Linked DNA regions of Hordeum vulgare: region 1 is linked to region 2. The links are chromatin contacts, called in public Hi-C maps. All regions are on one chromosome and are shown on one strand. Each heading gives the region's core, a stretch centred on a gene start, on an enhancer-like site or on the middle of the called end of the contact. The rest is flanking DNA. Distances are from core to core; before and after follow the strand shown.

Region 1 (6,613 bases), core at 1,988-4,487, 250 kb before region 2:
TTGAGTTTTTTAAATAAACTTGTTTATTACCGTAAAACTTAAAATTATATTATTGATATTTTTTTTATTCGTAAGATGTGTTTACAATCTTTTGGGTGTTCGTTTGATAATGATTTTTATTAAAAAAAACATGAAATTTAAATATGTTCCTATGAGAAAGTGCATTTTCAATCAAAAAAAATGGAGCAAGAATGCATGTACATATATATGTAAGCGCATTGAAGTTGCCCTTCTGGCTAGATTAGTTAAGCACGTATATATTCTTCTGTCACAGAAAATTTAATGGTAAATTTGGACAAAATACTCTTTTTTATTCTTTCACAAGAAATTTAGAGTATTTTATGATGTCAATGACAAAGCAAAGTATGTAACATACATAGCTATTCGACATGTCTAGTCATTTTGATAAAAAAAAATCATTTCAATTGTAATTTGGTTATGAATTCTTTATAATTATATGTTTATTGGCACATATGTATTTTGTACTTTCAGGCTCATATCATAGTCAAGTGGTAAGCTTATTTTTACTTATTTTATTATCAGCTTGATTGTGCTAGGTCCAATGTGTAGTGTTATCTCCTTGTTCACCAATATAGAATATTTATCGACCTTTCTTGTTTGATCATATTTTTACGCCACCACCATCCACCTCCTATTAGCCTCCTTGTACAACATATCAGTAGCAAGCATCAGGGTTTAATTTCTCTATATTTCCTGCTAGCTGACTTGCTTTTATTTTTCACATGTCACCCCAACGTATAAACTGTACATTTATTTGTTTTACTACACGTGCATTTTGCCCAATTCTCAAACCGAAGCTGCAATGACTTGGAGGTGTAAATTGCTATGAGGTAGGATTTGCATGCGAGTGGGGAAGGTGATTTGCCGAATTGTCTATCTAAGCTTTGTAATTTCTCACCAACTTTAGGGTAGTGAGGTTAGCAGATAGAACTTGCATCAGTTTGATCTAGTAAATGATTTTACTTTTATTTGTGTGTGATATGTCCCAGTTTCTCTTATTTGTTATCAGTTTGGTTAATTTGCTGAAATAATGGACGACCACAACACATGCATTATACTCCCTCCGTTCCTAAATATAAGTCTTTTTAAACATTTCAATAAGGGACTACATACGGAGCAAAATGAGTGAACCTATAATTTAAAATATGTCTATATATATATTCGTATGTAGTTTTTTTATTAAAATTTCTAAAAAGACTTATACTAGGAACGGAGGGACTACTTGCACTATTTTGTTATGTGGGTCATTTGAATTTTTTCATAGTTGGCTTCCCTCTTAAGCTTATGTCCTTGATTGAGTCGGACAACATTTTAATAGAAAATGCATATGTGTTGGACGAAAGACCTGTCAAACTATGTGTATGTAACAATTTTTGTACGTAAGGTTGCATCTTTAATTCTCAGCCGTAAATATCTAGAACTGATGATCGTGATAATTTAACATGTGTGGATGACATATTTATGCACCTAATAAGATTTTGTATAAACACACTTTATTTCAATTATATCGGTTATTATGGATTTCACTACAGTTAGAAAAAAATGTGTTTCTTTTGTTATTATTTAGTTACTTCATAAACATATAGTTGTATTTCCCCTCGGCATTGTAAGAATTTTTTTGTATTTTATTAAATATTTCATATCAAGTTTGTACGGAAATAAAATCACTATCCTATTCCTATTCTAATTTTCATATTTATAATGTAGTCGCATTATTTATTCATACAAAAAGAGTAACAAATATTACAACCCAATAATAATTTAGATATTTATAAATTTTACACGTACTTCAATCCAAAAATTATTTTAATTCGACTTTATCGGTTAAGGATTTCACTGCAGTTAAAAAGAACTAATTTTATATGTTTCCTTTTTTACTATTTAGCTACTTTCTAAATATATACTTGTATTCTTTACGGAAATTGTAAGATTTTTTTATAATTTATTAAATATTCCGTATCGAGTTTGTACGGAACTAAATCACTATCCTATTCCTATTCTAATTGTCATATTTAAAATATAGTAGCATTAGTTATCCATATGAAAGAGTTACAAATATTACAACCCAATACAAATTTAGATATTTGTAAATGTTACACGGACTTCATTCTAAAATTAAAAATTCTAGTATATTTTCTGATTCGGAACTTTATATATAAAGTATAGTTGTATCATTTATTCATGGGAAAATCTAAGTGGAGGCGTGTGCATTACTTTCTTCCCGTGCGGCGGTGCAATTATCGTAAATATTAATGGATACATGTAGCTGTAGGGCAGTAGTGTGACTCAGATAAAAAACCTCCCTTTTAGTGGGCCCACAACATCATTACTAGCTCCATCACGTATTACCTCATGGCTACAGCGGCAGCTGCTACAGTGGCTTGCTTCTTTTTATAACTACAGTTGGCTTGGTATGCAGTGTACGGATGCACTCAAAATAGCGTGTAAACAATGCATGTGTCAGTCAAATTAACTGCTAAGTACATTTATAATATTAAAATTACAACTCGTCCCTTCTCCCTTGTCTAATCAGTACTCGCTATTGGAACCTAGCCAAGAAAAGTTTAGTAGCTGACAAAAAGTTATGATAATTTTTTTAAAAACTTTTTATTGCTGAGATAATAATTTGGCAACTACAACTTTCTTCACGAGGTAACTACACAGATTTGTTGCTTAAATCTGACAACTACGATCGCTTAAGTCCAACAACTACATCTATTTAAACTGATAAGCATGTGTAAATATGTGACAACCATATTCACTTAAATCTGACAATTACACTTGCTTAATCATGGCAATCATGTACTGAGAACATGTAATGCAACTTAACATGTTTATTTTTTTGGCAACTAAGTACTTTATAATCTGGTGACTAATACGTTTAGCATAGCAGCCAATTAGTATTTATGTATGTGGCAACTAATCACTTTATAATTTGGAAACTAAATATTTTTAATTTGACAAGTACAATAATACAACTAATCATGCAATAATTAACTTGACAAGAACTTGGCTGCCGACTCTACCTAGCTCTGACATGCAATGCATGCTCCTCGTTTTGGACTTTTGTGACCCTTTATATGCATGAGCTTGCATGTCATCTCTCCCTTTTTTTTCTGGAAGAGAAAAGCCGATGCATGTGGCACATACATGTCGCTGTTGTCGATGAGGAGGCCTAGAGAGTTGAGTCGCATGTGCATGGGAGCTAAAACGCGATTTGGCATGTGGATTACTAGCCGCCGCACGGGAACGCGTACGTGCGGCGCCGCTACGTAGTCAGCTTCTTTATTCATCTAATAAGTGTTATAAGTCAAATGGACGGATGTGTGTAAATCAGCCTTCTTAATCTAGATGACCAGGTATTTTTTTTTGCGGGACCACCTATTGGATGCATTCTGCGTTCAATAAGGTGCCTTCGCACAGGCGAGCCACTGGGCCGCCGCCGCTACCAAGGCGACTGGGCTGGCCCAGGTAACCAGCCCGTTTTTTTTCACTTTTTATTTAGTTATATTCCTTTTTCCTTTTTTGTCTTATTCTTTATTTTCTTTTGTATTTCTCTTTCTCTTTTTCCTACAAGCTTTTATGTTTTGAATTTTTTTGAGTTTCTCAAATTTAATCAGCTGTTGTATTTACAGACAAAAATTATGAATGGAATTTGTTTTTGAATTTCCGCAGAATTTCCAAAAACACAATTTTTTTGAAAAAAGGAGCATTTTAAAGCATAGAACAATTTTATAAAGTACATTTTAAATTATTTGTAAACAATTTTTGAAGCGGGAACATTTCTTCAACTTATGTATACTTTTTGAAACATGAACATTTTTTGAAAGTTTAACATATTTTAGAAAATGAAGAGCATTTTATAAAATTCCTGAACGTTTTTAGAATTGGTGAACAAAATTTGAACAATGTTTCAATTGGTGAACAAAATTTGAACAATGTTTCAATTGGTGAACAAAATTTGGAAAAAGAGAACCATTTTACGTAAAGCAAGAACATATTTTGTAAAAGTGTGAAAACAAGAACATTTTTTTGAAATTCGACAAATTTATGAAAAAAATAACATTTTTGAAATTGCTGAACAAGTTTTGAAGCGGGAACACTTTTTCGACTTATGTACACTTTTTGAAACACGGACATTTTTTAAACTGACGTACACTTTTTAAAAAGGAAAACATATTTTAGGAAAACAAGAACATTTTTTGAAGTTCCAAAACATTTTCAAATTATGAATATTTTTAGAATTGGAGGAAAAATTGTAACAACTTCTCAATTTGTGAACAAATTTTAAAAAAGGGACATTTTTCGTATAACAGTAACATTTTCTATAAAAATGTGAGAAGAAGCACATTTTTTGAAAATTGTGACAAATTTATGAGAAAAGGAACATTTTTTAAAAATTGTAAACAATTTTTGAAGCGGGAACATTTTTCAACTTAAGTACACTTTTTGAAACATGAGAATTTTTGAACTTATGTACATTTTCTGAAAACGTAAACACATTTTAGAAAAGAAAGAACTTTTTTCTAAAATTCCTGAACATTTTTGGAATTGGAAAAAAAAATTAGTACAACTTTTCAATTGGTGAAAAAAAGAGCAAAACATTTAACGTAAAACAGGAACATTTTTTTATAAAAGTGTGAAAACAAGAACATTTATTTAAATATCGATCAATTTATGAAAAAAACATTTTTTAAAATTTGAAAACTATTTTTGAGGAGGGACCATTTTTTCAACTTATGTACACTTTTTGAACACGGGGATTTTTTGTACTGACGTACACTTTTTGAAAAGGCAAACATTTTTTGGAAAAAGAAGAACAAATTTTAAAATTCCAAAACATTTTAAGATCATGAAAATTTTTAGAATTGGTAAACAAAATTAGAACAAGTTTTCAAATTTTTAACATTTTTTTTAAAAAGAAACTTTTCATATAATATTCATATATTTTTTATAAAAATGTGGAAACAAGAACATTTTTTGAAAATTGTGACCAATTTATGAAAAAGGAATATTTTCTGAAATTTGTAATGAAATTTTGAAATGGGAACAATTATTCAACTCATGTACACTTTTTGAAACACAAACATTTTTTGAACATACGTACATTTTTTGAAAAGGAAAACATATTTATAAAATGAAGAACATCTTTTAAATTTCACGATCATTTTTAGAATTGGTGAACAAAATTGAAAAAGTTTTCAATTTGTAAACAAAAATTATAAAAGAGAAACATTTTTTGTAAAACGGGAACATTTTTTAGAAACAATTAAAAGCAAGAACATTTTTTGAAAACTCTGACCAATTTATGAAAAAAATTGAAAATACCTGCAGTTTTGTTAATACGAGAACAATTTTCGAAAGACAGGCATTTTTGAAAATAAACACATTTGGAAAACAGGAAAACTTAATACGAATTAAAGCAATGAAAAAAAGTAAAATCAAGAATAACATTTTTGAAAAAAGGAACATTTTTCTAAAACTCGAACATTTTTTCAAAATGTCCAAGATTTTTGTAAAATCCCGAACATTTTTTGAAGTTATGAATGTTTTTGAAAAACTACATTTCTTTAAAATTTAGAGCATTTTTATAAAAGCAACAATATTTTCTTTATTTCAAAAACAATTTTCAAACATGAACTTAGTTAAAAAAAAGAAACATAGAAAAAAATAAAGTATTGAAACAGAAAGAGAAAAACGAAAAAACAAAAAAAGGAAAAAAACAAAATAGAAAAAGGACAAAAAAGGAAAAAAACGAAACTGCGTGCAGAAGAAGATGGGCCGGCCTAGTTAATCTCGCCCCTGTGCGTTTGTCCGACTATTGGACGCAAGGAGCGTCAAATAGGGTTTTCCCTTTTTTGCCCCGCTATTGTTCCCAAGGCTCATCCGATTTGATGAATGAGTATGTGAACCGGGCCTGCTAGTGGTAGGTCGGCCTTTATGTGGCCTCTCCTTTTCTTTTGGTAACCGTTTTCAGCGAGCATGTCGACCGGACGCTTTGATCGGTCTTGTTAACTTGCTCGTGGCTCGTGCGAATCAAAATAGAAAGGGTCCCTCACGTTATCTCTTTCCTCATTCTCGCGTCCTTCTTCTTCCTTTTTCCAATATCCCAGTTGCCATGGGAAATCCTACCCCGACGATCTCCTCCAGGGAGCCCCCGTCTTCTTCTTCGGCGAGAACCCTTAAAACCTACCACTGATCCAGTGTCCTCCCCTCGATTTCCTCTTTCTCAACTGCTCCATGGCGACTCGAGCTGCAACTTTATTGCATTAGTTTGGAACAGCGCGTATGCGTCCATGCCATGTCCTACTTAGTGCGCCACAACCTTGGTCGCGTGCATGCACTGTGCTTTGGCATCGTCTACTTCGCCGCCGAGTCGTGCCCAAGCTCTTTCCCTCCCATTCCTTCTGTAGTTCATCCCCGGTGGAGCTCGAACTCGACCACCACGCCATCTATAAATAGACGCACTCCCGACCCCTTCTAATCATCAACCCATCACCACCACTTCACCTGGCCTCAAATTGTTCGTTGTATCTCGGGGCAAGGCCGGGAGGGCCTCCAGCCTCTCATCCTTGCCGGAGTTGGCCGTGGA
Region 2 (6,941 bases), core at 4,331-6,830:
TATTGTTGTTGTTGTTGTTGCGCCGTGGTGTACCATGGATGCATGCATGCACCCCAACCACCAAATAGTCCCGTTCACTAGTCATCTGCAATGTTGCTCCGATGGATACGCGCTCAACACCCACTGAATAATCACTCGGTTCTTGAGCAACCGGATACCCAAGATTGGAAATGATTGGCTGCTGACTGACTGACGCCGACTGATCCATTTATTACAGTTGGCCTCAGCTAGCCCTGCACCCTCTCCCAAAACACATGGATCATGCGTGATAGTAGCAGATCGACCATCCGTTCACACACGAGACGTGGCACCGTCACACATACACACAGCGCGTGAACAGTCGCCCGTGGAGAGAGAGAGAGATGGATCGAAATGACAAGATGAAAACGTACGCACGCCGGCCAGTTGTAGCCATGTACCAGCACTGCACTGTGTAGTGTGTATATGATCATGATGAGAAGATGGATGGATGGATATGCACCGCCCCATGGTTTCGCACGTTTTACCCGATCTGGCGGCCGGGTGCGTGATAGGTCAGCTCAGGCAGCGGAGGCATGAGGGAAACGGACGTGGGTAGATATAACCTGGACCTGACCCTGCTCCTCCAATTGCATGTCAAGTCTTTTCCCTCCCTCCCTCCCTTCCCTTCCCAGGAGGCCGAGCTCGATCCATCCTTCATTGGCCACCACTAGCGTCAAGCATCGCAGCAACAGCGCCGCGCACTGCCTGCCTGCATCTGCATGCATGGCTCCTCTCCTCCGGCCGTCTGCAGTGGCGCCATATATAGCTACGGACTGTGGGAGCTAGGCTTTGCTTCTCGCATCACGCACACAGCACCCAGAAGGAAACTTTGGCACGTTCCCGTGGGCAGGGCACACCGCTCGACGCAAACAGTGCCTAGATCGCCAGAGATCTTGTTCATCCGCCAGGCCAGCGCTTTGCTTTGCTGCTGCATCAGGTAGGCTAGCCAGCTAGAGAAAGGCTTCCGTCAGATACACACCTGCATCTGCATGCAGGTTTTCAGGGCGCCAGGATTCAGAAATTCAGATGGATGGGGGCGAAAAACTGATACTATTTGACTGCCATATAGTAGTAGGCTAGTGGTGTTCATGTGTATATGTGAAGATGCAAATCCATACGATACCTCTGAGCAGTGATGCATGTATATGTGTGGATGCATGAGCATATACATGCACACATACACACACATGCATGTGCCGTGACATGGCTATAGTGACTGTGCTAATCATCCCAAGCCAAGCAAGCAGGTGGCGAGCAACACATCAGGTGAGCAGTGGGGGGGAATCGAGGCTAATACACTAGTAGCTCTGGCGGTGGTGTACAACCAACCATGCCACTTGTGCATTATTGTGCAAAGGTCATGTCACAGGGGATTGGGGACTCTACAAGCTAATTTTAGGCAACATGTACATGGTAGTATATGACAGTGCCACACCACACACACCCAGCCCTTTCCTCTTCAATCATGCTAAGTAATCAATGGAGAAAGAAAGCATGAATGACGTTCCATTCATAAACGTGCTCGTACCTCGGGCAAACGTTGCGAACCAGCCCATCTGATGGGATCCCTCTAGCAGCTCCAACCTCCAAAGGTAATGGCGGATGCATGCTTGGTTGCTTGCCTGCCTGCAGGGTAGATTGATTCTGTTCTATCAAGTCAACTTTGGCATGGGTTTACATAATTAGCAAGTAGTACAAGTAACAGTTGCCGCGAGATTCATCATTTGCTACATGATCGATGGGGTTAGTAGTTCCAATTTCCAAACCAAGAGGCGCCTGTTGCATTCGATCGAGTTTGTTTGATAAGTAGAGTAGTACTAAGATATTTCTGGAGGAAGGAGTTGGGAACCATATCACTTCTAGTAGCTGTTGTTGTTGGTGTGGAGTGGAATAGAACAAGGTGCAATTAATACGAGCGAGTGTTCTTTAAAAGAAAGGCACTGGCAGCAGATAATGCTCCCCTGCAATTCCGGGAGCTTGATGTGAAACAAACAAAACCGGCCAGAAAGGTATGCAACAATCCACTGGGAAGGAGGAGGAATGAATACCGCATGGAGTTTGTTAGAGGAGAACGAACACTGAAGAAATGAAGTCTGATTCTTGTACATACTTTTGTTTCTCCTTCTTCTTTAAATAATGGTTTGTTGTACAATACTACTGCAATATAATTGTATGCTGGTGCAGATTGAAGATGCCCCTACACTGCAGAGACTGTCAATCTAACCTCTGTTTACCACTAACAGCCAGTGATGTGATCTTGTTCAGCACAGCCATACACAAAAGACAGGCGCTAATAATTCCTGCCCTAACGGTGTATGATTGATTGATTATACATAGCCAGCACTTTTTCAGCACTCTATCTATCACCCTTTCCTCTACTACACATACAATAATAATAAACTAATAAAAAAACACTAGAGTTGATGCATTTCCAATCGCCCTTGTCTCTTCTGAGCTTAGGCTTAGGACGGGGAGCCCACGGGCCACAAAGCCCTTGTATTTTCTTTCTTTCTTTCTTTTCCCCCTTGCAATCGCATTTGCATCAGTCCATCCATCCATCCCCGCAAAAGGTAGAGCCATGGCCATACAACAAAATGCACCCTCACATAACCCCCAAGAGATCTCATCAATCAAACTTATCACGGCGATGGCTGACTAGACGAAACCCCACCCAGCCAGCCATTGCCGCTGCTGTGAAAGGAGGGAAAAGTGCTTCACAATCACACACATAACAACCTGACTGACATGTCTCAACCCGGCACAGTGCGGAGCAGAGCAGAGCACAGCAGAGCGGAAGGATAATTACGCGCACACAGATACCAACATGAATGAGTGACCGCTATTCATTCCCATACTCATACATACTTCCCCGCTTCTTAAATATAAGTCTTTAAAATCATTACGGACTACATACGAGGTAAATAAATGAATCGGTAATTTAAAATATATCTATATATATTCATATGTAGTGCATAGTATAATTTCTAGATAGACTTATCCCTCCTTCGTCCCAAAATACTTATCATATGAATGAATGTATCTAGATGTATTGTAGTTTTAGATACATTCATTTTTATTCATTGATGTTACAAGTAATTCCGGATGGATGCATAGGGTGTATTTAGAGCAACTTCAATGGGGCGATTCATTTAGTCCGCCGCCGTCATTTAGGTCCGCGCAGACAGAAAAAACGGCCCAATGCGCCGATCCAAACGGACGTGCGCCCGCTTTTCGTCCGCGTGCTGGCCCATTTCCAGCCCAGTTTTGAGCATGATTTGGGTCGACACGGACGACGCGCGCTTTCTCCATCCGCTGGCCCGTCATTCGGTGGCACATCGGTCATTCTCCACCCCTGCTGACAGCGTCGACAACTAGCCCTCGCCTCCCACCCAGATTTGTCACCGCCGCTGCCGCCCAGTTCCGGCGGCCTCCTCCCGTAACTCCCCAGCGCCTACCCACGCTGCCGGCTGCATCGTCATCGGGGCGCCGCAGCTTCCCCGACCCCAATCCATCGTCGCCGGTCAGCTTCGTCGTCCACACCCGCGAGCTGTTCAACATTTTGCCTCAAGGTACAAATGGACTGCGCCGGCGAGTTCTTTGTTCTGTGCAACTCGGACGATTCCTCATCCGACGATGAGGAGATGCTGCTTCCCGTGTTGGTCCATGATCACATTAATAGGCAACGGCCGTTGTTTCGGGGCTCGATTCCGGAGTATGTTCCAGCGTTGAATCACAACCGAGAGAGCGGTCATTTCCTTCTATGGAAGGACTACTTTGACACAAGCAATCCGATGTTCAAACATCAGAAATTCCAGCCTCGTTTCCGTATGGCTAGGCATGTTTTCAACCGGATTCGACAAGGGATGGTCGGATACGATGACTACTTCGAGTGCAAAGAGGATGACATTGGAAAGATTGGCTTCTCATCTTATCACAAATGCACTGCAGCCATCCGGATGCTTGCTTATGGAGTACTCGGTGATCTTATCGATGAGTATGTCCGTATGAGTGAGTCTACGTGCCTAGAGTCGTTGTACAGATTCTGCAAGGCTGTGATTACAGGGTTTGACCCTGAGTACTTGAGAGAGCCGACTGTTGCAGACACAACCCGCTTGTTGGCGACCAATGCTAGCCGGAGCTTCTCATGGATGCTTGGCAGCATAGATTGCATGCACTAGGTGTGGAAGAACTGCCCTTCTGCTTGGCAAGGCCATTACAAGGGCCATGGCAAGGCTTGCATTGCCATACTTGAGGCCGTGGCCTCTCAAGATCTCTGGATCTGGCATTCTTTCTTTGGGATCGCACAATGATATCAACGTGCTTCAACGATCGCCGGTGTTTGCAAGGCTCGCCGAAGGCAATAGCCCGACCATCAATGTTAACATCAACGATCACAACTACAACAAAGAATACTATTTAGCTGACGAAATCTATCCACGGTGAACCACTATTGTGAAGACATTCTCCAACCCTGTTGGAGAGGAGAGGAAAAAATTTGCCCAAGAGCAAGAGAGTGCTAGGAAGGATGTCGAGCGTGTCTTTGGTGTTCTGCAATCTCGATGAGGCATAGTTCGGTACCCTGCTAGAACTTGGAGCACCAAGCAGTTGTGAGAAGTGATGACTGCTTGTGTGATCATGCAGAGGATGAGCGTCCGGAACGTCTCCATGATCAAGGGTTTGAGTCTCGGGATGACAATAGATGCCTCGGCATGGCGAGAAGCGGCATCGTTTGCACAGTTCATCCAATTTTATCATGAAATGCGTGATTTGAATACTCATATTCAATTGCAAGATGGTTTGGTTGAGCATATGTGGGATCATGTTGGCAATCAATAAGTGTATTTTGTAGACAGTTTAATTTTTATTGGGCTTGTAAAACTTTGCTATATTTTATTTTCTATTGTGAAACTATCCTATATCATTTGTTTTTGAAAAATATGCAAACTGTTTGTATTTGTTGAAAATCGATGGTTAGCCGGTTACACAGATAAATATGAGTCGATGTGTTGGACACGCTGCATCCAAATCATAAACCTAAAGGACGCAAAGTCGGCAGGCGACCCAAACGAACGAAATCTATTGGGTGGAGTTGCTCTAGGAACGAACGGAGTACATGTGAGTACGTGTGAGGACGGATGGCACGGCAGCATGTCATCAGAGGCGAGGATGCTGAGAAGAGAATCCTCTCTGTAGCGCGCCGCTGCTGCTGCTGCGCGCACCGCACTGGCAAATTTTCGCAGCGGAGCGGTGAAAATGGAACAGTGCTGGTGCGGTGTTACAGGTGGCCAGGAGAGAGAGAAAGGCCGAGGATTGAGTGAGGCTGGAGAGAGAGAGAGAGAGAGAAGTGAGAAGGCCAAAACGAAAGGGAACAAAGTTGCCAATTTGGGTTGACCCCGCCATTAATCCCCGCGACGGCGGCTCCAACGGCGCCGGCCCTGCTTCGCTCCACATCACGTCCCTCTCGCTCGCTCTCTGCCATCACGCTGCTTTTACCCTTGTGCCCCCTCCCTCCCCACCTTCTATCTAGATTAAATGGAACGAAACCGATGGATGGATCCATCCTACGCTTTCAGTTTCAGCGATGATAATACTAATCCTACTACACACATACACAGAGACTGCTGGTCCAGAGCCAGAGCCTGGCTCCCCTATATAAATCCACCCTCGTTTTCTCTCCTCTCCTCTCACCTCACCACACCACGTCTCCACTCCTGCCACCTCACGCGACCTCCTCCTCTGTTTCCTTCTTTCTTCTTCTCTGAGGAGTGAGGACGGACGGCACAGCTCAGACGAGTGAGTGTCTGAGGCGAGAGGAGGGGATATACAGATACATACACTTGGTATTGGTGCTGTGCGGTGCGGATGACTGGTTGGTGGTGGATGGCGGCGGCGGTGGCGGCGGTGGCGTACGTGGCGGCCAAGCTGATGGAGGTGCTGTGGTGGCGGCCGCGGCGCGTGGAGGAGCACTTCGCGCGGCAGGGGATCAGGGGCCCGCCCTACCGCTTCTTCATCGGGTGCGTCAGGGAGATGGTGGCGCTCATGGTGGCCGCCTCCGCCAAGCCAATGCCGCCACCCTACCGCTCCCACAACGTCCTCCCCCGCGTCCTCGCCTTCTACCACCACTGGAAGAAAATCTACGGTAAGCACATACACCATATTCCCATGGCCTTGCTTCTTCGTCTTCCTCGGCACACTCTGCTTCTTCCTCTGCTTGCTTGATCTCCTCCCAACAAGCTTCTTTTTCCCTTCATCTTTAATATGAATGATGAAGAGAACAAGGAAAGAAACCAAAATTCACAAGGAAAATCAAGGGAAGGGAGAATCGGCGCCGGCGGCAAGCACAACAGAGAGAGAGGAGAGCGGGGGCGGGCGGGCAGGCAGGCAGCGGCAACAACTTGCAACAGCTGCTGTCGAGCGCGTCTTGTTCCCGAAATGCCGCTTCGGAGTGACATGCATTAAGTGGCATGTCGAGCGCCTGGGCTTGGCTTGTCGGAGTGGTTTGCCGTAGTTGTCTCTCGTTATCGCTGTCCCCCGGCTGCAGCCCGGTTAGGTGGCCACGCCCAGGGGTCGTCTATCCTACACATCTCATTTTCTCCCTCCCTTCCCCGGCCGGCCACCGTCCGTCGCCATTCCCATTTACTCCCATTCGCATCCACATCCCCTGCTCCTGCTGCGCTGCCCCGTCGCAGTCCTTCTTTGCCACTGCTCCTCCTCTGCTTGCCTGCTTGTACTACTACTACTTCTTGAAACTCGACTGATCTTGCCTTGCCTGGGTCATGATTTTTTTGCCGCCTTGCTGTATGTATGTATGTATGTATATTTATGCCTGCAATTTTCTACGTATATGTACATGTATGTACCCATGCCATGCCAGCGTCTTCTGCTGGTGCCTTGTGCGTTCACGCCGCATTGCCATTTTT

What was found. Hi-C and Micro-C count contacts between places; a contact is called where the count stands out from the background.
Region 1: a Hi-C map of leaf shows a contact between it and region 2, with 6 times the contacts expected there. The contact joins the enhancer-like site here to the promoter of LOC123443033 in region 2. A contact is called at or near these places in 3 of 6 Hi-C or Micro-C datasets (leaf and seedling).

Annotation. Positions count from the first base shown.
Region 1 is chr3H:75,830,080-75,836,692 of MorexV3_pseudomolecules_assembly, reverse strand. No RefSeq gene overlaps it. Among protein-coding and RNA genes, the nearest start is that of LOC123443033, 250 kb to the right of the region's middle. Within about 2 kb of position 3,237, at least 2 of the 3 cell types and tissues checked have open chromatin away from gene starts, as enhancers often do. A contact at or near this core is called in leaf, where this site is marked.
Region 2 is chr3H:75,581,081-75,588,021 of MorexV3_pseudomolecules_assembly, reverse strand. It overlaps LOC123443033 (cytochrome P450 734A6-like), which reads left to right and starts at 5,580. Exons shown (of 5, transcript XM_045119257.1): 1 at 5,580-6,160. The coding sequence starts at 5,884.